2 separate regions of the Mus musculus genome follow, and region 1 is linked to region 2. The links are chromatin contacts, called in public Micro-C maps. All regions are on one chromosome and are shown on one strand. Each heading gives the region's core, a stretch centred on a gene start, on an enhancer-like site or on the middle of the called end of the contact. The rest is flanking DNA. Distances are from core to core; before and after follow the strand shown.

Region 1 (3,561 bases), core at 121-2,620, 130 kb before region 2:
ACAGCACTGGATAGAACAGAGGAGAGACAGGCAGGTCCTGAGAGCTAGTAGTCAGGCAGCCCTTGAAAAAATGTGGAGAACAACCAAGACACCCAATGTTACCCTCTGCCCTCCACACACATGCACCTGAGCACAGGAAAGTCTTGGTGACTTTAGAAATGCTATAAATCATGTGATTAAATGAAAAACAAACACAGTAATAAGTGTTCTCATTGCAAATATTCAGGTACATGTACAATGACAGTGAAAAAGAACAGACATAATTTAGTATACAATTACTGGATGTTTTAAAAGTAACAGCAACCAATTCCTAGGCGCTTCTATGGCAAATACACTGGGCTAAGTGGTCAGTGCAATTTGCATACCAGCCTTCGAAAGAGATTCCCAGTTAAGTGAACATAATACCGGTAGACAATCTAACTACTTTTTGCTCTACTGAATAGGCAATCTGGTAATGCAGATGTTTATTAGTTCAGCTCCCAGCCGTTATCAAATCCTAGTTCTAAGGAACCAATGTCAGAAACATCACAGATAGGAAGCCTGAAAGGTGGTCATTTACAGTGCATTTGAGAGCATCACTCATTAGTCAGGAGGGGAAGGGACACCTTACAATACCTGCGGTGGTAGACTTTCCAACACCACCCTTTCCAGAGGCCACAACAATGACTTCTCTAACACCTTCTATAGGCTTCTGCTTAGGAAGTCCTCGGGACATGATTTGTGTTCTTCTTTGTTTCAAGGCCTCACTCTCAGCGCCTAATAACTTTAAGTTAAAAAAAAAAAAAAAAAGTGATTTAAACCAATCATTCTCATCACTGGATTACTATGCTGTAAAAGAGAAAACAACCCAGAGTTTGGGTTTAACGGGGCTTTCTTTTCTAATAATGTTCATTGCCATAGACTTAGCCTTTAGGTGGTCTTTATTAAATGCTAATCTCAACGTCAAAGGTAATTGTTCAAGCTGAAATTTGTCTACCAGTGTAAGTGAGGATGGAAAAAAAGAAAAAAAAAAAAAAACCCTGAAGTGGACTTTTTACCGAGTTAAGCCCTCCGCAGATTTGCCTTTTCCTTAACCTATTCACTAAATAACCCCAAAACAAGAGAGCACTGTGCATGCCACACATCCATACTCGGGACAGTTTGGGACCACAAGCCCCAGCCACCTTGTAGCAAACCCGCTAGCGGGAGCGCGCAGGCACCACCCCGCCCGCGCTCGGCACACACCTGGCGCCCACAACCCAAAGCTCGGCACCCCCGGGGCGGGACAGTGGCCGCGCCACCACCCCGGAGTGACACCCCGCCAAAGAGCAGCAAACGCCGCCAGGTCCCCATGGCGCGCGGCTCTTGCTCGGGCCGGGATGGAAGCACTTGGCGTCCGGCGCGGAAAAATGACGTCACGTGGCAACCCTTGGCGTCCCCTTCCTGGAGATGAGCCTGATTGGTGTTTCTTCAGCTCAGGGACTCCATTTGATTTAATACTGTTTGTCATCAGCTAGAAATATTTTTTTGCAGCGTTTAACCAGATATTCCCAAAGCCTTTTCACATATAGCACTTTAGTTTATTCTTCCAGAGTAAACAAGAAGACTTATTAGGAAAAAAATATATTTTATGTTTGAAGGGTGGCTTTATGCTAGGGCTGAACTCAGGGCCTCCTTCACACTAGGCAAGCACACTGCCAAAGAGCTGCGTCGCCAATCCTCCTCTCTTGTTATTAATCTAAAAACTGAGATTTGGAAATTTTAATAAGATATCCCATCTTAACAGAAATGGGAAAAGCTGGAATTTGAGGATTAAGTTTTCCTTATTGCATAGTACTGTATATGGTCATTTCAGCAATGCCACTGTTAACATTATTATATTTACACGTGTGTGTGTTCACGCGCGCGCGCACACACACACACACATTGCGTGTGACCTACAGTACAACTGTGCACTAAGCTAGTGTCCCGTCCCGTCCCCCCCCCCCCACCGCCTTGTATGCTTCTGTTGCTAATGGTTCACAAAAGAGAGGTGAGAAGCCCTTACTAGATTCCAAAAAGTTTAGCTAAATCAGAAAATAGAACAAGTAAAGAAGCCTAGTTGCGAAGGAACTTAAGGGCTAGGCTAGTAGTAAAGCATTTGCATAGCATATATGACGCCCCAGGTTCAATCATCTGCACGGAGATTGGAGTAAAAGCTTGAGGGAGGGAGGGAGCAGAATTTTACTTGAGGGAGGTAAGAATGTGTACATATAGATAATCAGCACTATATCCAAGACAGATGAAAGAGCAAAAGCAATCCCTTTAAGAACAATAACTCACACACTTATCCAGAAACCAGATCCACTTAAAGATGGCTGGAGGTATGGCTACGGTTTGCCTTCAAAAGTCTGCATAAGACTTTCTCGGGAGGGTTTTTATTTCCTTCGTTTGCTTCTTATTTGTATTTATCATATCAAGGACTCAAAATCAGTTTATTTTTCTCTGATCTAATTCTTAATTTTAGTATTTTTATTATGGGCATAACAACATCAAAGAATTGCCTTAAGGATTACTATTCCTAGTGAAGTGTATTCCACGACGTAAGCTCTGAAACGGCCTCCAGACTCTTGCTTGCTCCCCTCAAGCTACGGCCCTTGTTGTTTCATTCCTTTATCTCTGCCTTACACTAGGCTCGCCGCTTTCAGCTTGCCTTCTCTCACATATTCTTTTGTGGCATGTGTCCTCAAATAGCTTTAGATTTCTTTTCAACTCAGTTTTTGTAAATGAATAGGAAAAGACACAGCTAAAAAAAGAAACTATGAACTGTCACTATAATCTGTTCACTAAATACCAAATGCCTACTTATTATAAGCAAACATTATGTGCCAAACACTAGTCTTAGAATATTCTACACTGCACCAACTGTAATACCCTCCACTAAAAGATACAGTCCAGAGCAAACAAAGAACAATTATGCTATGGCATGATATGTAATGAAAAGAGTGCTGAGCACTACAAGAGGCACCTAGTTAGTTAAGGACAGGTCCTGGGTGAGAAAACACCTGGGTGCTGGCAAAAAATGGGGGTGAGCTGGAAGAATAGCTCTGGAGTCGTGCAAAGACATCAGACAGACTGTTAAGGACTGCGGATGGTATACGCCCCACATATATTTATGCTTATTTGTCAATTAAAATAAAAAGCATGCTTCTCAGCTAGTAAAAACAAAGACATGAAATTCTCAGGCAGATGGATGGAACTAGAAAATATCATCCTGAGTGAGATGACCCAGCGCCAGAAAAACATTGGTCATAAAGTACAGGATAACCATGCTACAATCCACAGACACAAAGAAACTAAGTAATATGGGGGGCCCAAAGGAAGATACATGAATCTCACTCAGAAGGGGAAATAAAATAAACATCAGAAGTGGCTAGAGCGAGGGACCTGGGTGGAAGAGGGGGTGAGGAGGAAAACGGAAATGGGGATCAGGTGTGGGAAAAAGGGAGAAGGCTGGGAGGGAGAATGGAAATCTGGCCAGTCAGAGGGCAGCATCTCAGAGAGTAGCCAGAGACCTGGGATGGTGAAGGCTCCCTACAGATG
Region 2 (3,858 bases), core at 258-2,757:
GCAAAGCCCTCTTCTGGGTCAAGGGTTTACTAATGATTGACCAAAGTGTGCAAAAACCCAGCAACTGCAGCTCACTACAGATACCTCTTATCAAGACTACTAGCCTCATGTTCTGAGGTTCCAGTGGGTTATTTCATAGTTGATGCCACTCCATTAAAATGTGCAGGGCCCACCTTAACCCAACTTTTCTGTGCCTGTGTTTGCCCTTTCTTCTTGCCCCAGTCAGGTTTCTAGGACCAAGCTGTACAGGATGCAACACAAAGAAAAGAAAAGGACACTCATTGCTCTTGCAGAGGACCCCAGTTCAGTTCCTAGCACCCACATCAGGGACCTCACAACTGCCTATAACTCTGATGCCCTCTTCTGGCCTCCATGGGCACTGCATGCATGTGGCACACATATGTGTAGGCCCACACACAAAAAGTTGTAAAAAGTAAATAGATAAATAATGGAAGAACACTATAATCAACTTAATGAAGTGGAACAATTCTATATCCAGTAATATAAATTATGAATTTCTAAACAAGGTTATTCACAGGTACCCTGAAACAAAATAGCTTCAGAAAATACATATTAATTACAAAGATGGAAAAAGGAGCTTTTTGAAGAGCAAACACCGACACATATGAACATGGAATCACTTGTGAGAGTCCTCAAAGATATCTAGTTTAAATCTAATCATGAATAAATATCAGACAGAATCAGAATGAAAGCCTTTCTATAAAAACAGTGAGCCAATAGTCTTCAAAGTTGTCAAGGTTGTAAATGTCAAAGACTAAGGAAGTATTCCAGATTGAAGATATGCATTGCAACTAGAAAGAACACTTATTTCGGAACTGAAGGCCTTTCCTTACAAGGAACATGATTGAGACAACCAAGAAACCGAGTGTATTGCATAAAGAATATCGCTATTGCAGTTATTATGACTATGTGTAAACTGCTTAGGAACACTGTGACATAATATTAGCAACTTAAATCTCAAAACCGTTCGGGGAATAATGTTTTTGAACTACGATTGCAACCTTCTTGTAAGCTTGTTTCAAAACAAGGGAAAAAAGTTACACTCAAAATCCTGATTATAGTGGAAAAACACATCTGACTCAGAGCCACGGACTCCGCGTGGAATCTTCACATAGTCCTTTTACAGTTAGGTTCCTGTTAAAAGTTCTTTAGAGTCCCTTCCTCGGGTAAGATTCCATCATATCCTCCTTCAGCTCCGGCCCTGCCTGAATATTTCCAGGCTCCTGAAGTGTCTGCCTTTTAAGCCGCAAGTGTAGATTCTGACTGGCGACAAAAATAGACAAAAATAGTTGTGGCCGGAATCTCCGGACTGGAGGACAGCACGCTGTCCTAGAAGTGACTTCTGCCTCAGGAGCTCCCATCGCTCTCTCGGCGGTGGAGTAGTCACGCCTGCCACAGTGTGCGCTCCCTGGCTCGGCGGGCGGCTGGCCAGCCTGGGCGCGGGAGGGGCCGGGCCCTCCCAATGGCCGCTCCCGCCGCGCTGTCAGCCCCGCCCGCCCTCCCAGCTCCGCATTCGCCCGCGGGGAGCCGGGTGCCGCTGTGCTGTCGCGGAGCCGGGAACGTGGCACAGCCGGGACGGGTGTGAGCTCAGGGCGTCTCTGCAGGCAAGCCGGGAGATCCGGAGAGGAAGCTGGGGGCGGCGTGCTTAGGGACTGGGCGGGAGCGGCTGGAGCCGGGTGGCGCGGGTCCCGGGTGGGCGCGGTGCGGAGGCTGAGGACCCGGCCCGGTGGGACGGAGCCGAGGGGGACGGGGTCCCGGCTGCAGGCACAGACGGGACACGGGGGCTGACTGCGGCGTGGCGGGTTTCCTCCTCAGCCCAACAGGTAGGCGGGGTCGGCAGCTGCGGGGCTGGGACGCGGGAGGGGAAAGTCGGGGACCCGGTCGCCTGCCCCGCGGCTGGGGACCCGCCCTGCACCTCCAGGTCGGCCCCCAGCAGCAGAGAGTGGACGTTGCCAGAAGTTTCCAGGTCTTCTTAAGAAGGAAAGCCTTCGCCAGGGGCGTTTGCGGAGTCGGTGGAAACGTTTGTTTTTTATTTTCCTTTATTTGCTTATTTCACGCCAGCAAGAAAGAGATCATCTCAAATGATTGCAAATCGTTTGCAAATCGTTAGAAACTTCGTAAAGCACCTAATGGAACTTAGTAACCGTAACGTGTACCTCTGACAAGTTAAGGGAATTTGAACTCTCAGGTCAGACAAATTAGATGGTTTGTAGTCTTTTGGGTTGTGCGTGGTTTATAAGAATGCTAGTCACCCTAAAGGAACTAAAGAGCTTAGAGATAAGGAGAAGTTTAAGGAAGTAAAAAAAAAAAAAAGCCCTATAACAGTTCAGGACTTTGAAAAACAATGCTGGGAGATTAACTTAAGTTAACCCTAATGCAAGGTTGCCTGGTTTTATTTCGCAAACATCTTAGAGACAATGTCTGAGGATGAGGTTTGATTATTTATTTGAGACGGTCTCAAACCTGCCTCTGCCTTCAGAGTGTTGGAATTTAAGGGGTGCACTAATACACAGAGGCAAAGAATGAGATTTTAGATAAGCATCCAAAAACGAATAAAGCCAGGCTTAACGTTGCACATCTGTAGTTCTAGTATTTAGGATGTTGAGGCAGAAAAGGGGAGCGTTCCCAGCCAACCTAGGCTTAGGTAGAGAGAGCCACATCAGCTAACTCACTTTCAAAAAAAAAAAAAAAAAAAACGAACACCAGAGAGCAAGGAGGCAGTTTTACTAAGATAGGGGCGGGAGAATATTGGAGAGCGGATTGGTTGTGCTGTGGAATGCACTTACTTTACATAGATAGCTGTAGGTCAAGAATAAACTCCTGACTTAACCTTTGGTACTCTTTATGGATCCTTGATTAGGTTACCTTTACTTGTTCTTTAATTATATTAGCGTTTGATGTTAGTAGCAGGAAAATACAGAGTTCCCAAATAACGGGGGAGGGGGTGGGGAGGTAGTAATATGCACATGTATTCGAAGGTGCTTGCACCCAGGACTGTCTGCCCTGCTCTCACTTTCTGCTTTTTTGGAGCAGGGTCTTCTCCCTAAACCTAGAGAAAGCCCTAGCAGTCTTTCTGCCCGCCACAGCGGTGCAGTTAGAAGTGCCTGCCCCGTCCACGTTTTTTTGTGGGTTTGATCTCGGGCCTTCATTCTTGCTCAGCCAGCCTTCTTACTTGCTGAACCATCTTCCCAGAATCCCACAGAACCTTTAAAATTTCTTAATTACTATCTAAAATTAACACCATCAATTTAAACTAATGAATGTACTCTCTGAGGGGAAAATTAAGGTTCCTTGTCTTTGCCCTGTGCGTTTCTGTTTTCCACCCTCCATTCTTTGCAGCTTAATTTTTAAGAGGGCAGTTGCTAACACCTTCATTAGCCTTTCTTATGGATAAAGTAAGGGGTTAACTTCTGAGTAGTCTAAATTCAACTATTCTAAATACCTGATAACCTATTTAATGACATTTAGAATCCCTTCTGAGTATTCTCTGGAGTTCTAGATCCAGTGTAGTGCTATGAGAGGCGTGGCTTTTCTGCCAGTTTATGGTTTTATCATTTCAGCAGCTTTGGTCTCTTGAGAGTGAAGAAAGGGGGGAGGTATGTTTCTGGTTGCTTTTTTTGTTTTGTTTTTAATTTAAGCATCAATCTCCATCCCTCCCTCCTCCATACTGAAAATCAAGTTGAGGGCGTTGAGCCTCTTCCCTCTCTTTTGAATATAACATTCACTATGTCTATCATAAGTTAGTTCTGCTCCAGAATTTTCCTTTAAACATGCTAATGACAGGGTTGGATTACTAGATCAGGTAAAATATTATTGAGGGGTCAGTGTAGACTTGAA

What was found. A called contact is a pair of places that touch in the nucleus more often than the background predicts.
Region 1: a contact with region 2 is called in a Micro-C map of embryonic stem cells, with 6 times the contacts expected there. The contact joins the promoter of Nubpl here to the promoter of Heatr5a in region 2. A contact is called at or near these places in 1 of 39 promoter capture datasets (macrophages), 1 of 484 Hi-C or Micro-C datasets (embryonic stem cells), 1 of 115 datasets of contacts at active chromatin or transcription factors (effector CD8 T cells) and 2 of 9 other capture datasets (adipose tissue and liver).

What each region holds. Positions count from the first base shown.
Region 1 is chr12:52,095,555-52,099,115 of GRCm38.p6, reverse strand. It overlaps Nubpl (nucleotide binding protein-like), which reads right to left and starts at 1,370. Exons shown (of 11, transcript NM_029760.2): 1 at 1,225-1,370; 2 at 616-763. The coding sequence starts at 1,332.
Region 2 is chr12:51,968,970-51,972,827 of GRCm38.p6, reverse strand. Heatr5a (HEAT repeat containing 5A) reads left to right here and starts at 1,507. Exons shown (of 36, transcript NM_177171.4): 1 at 1,507-1,625.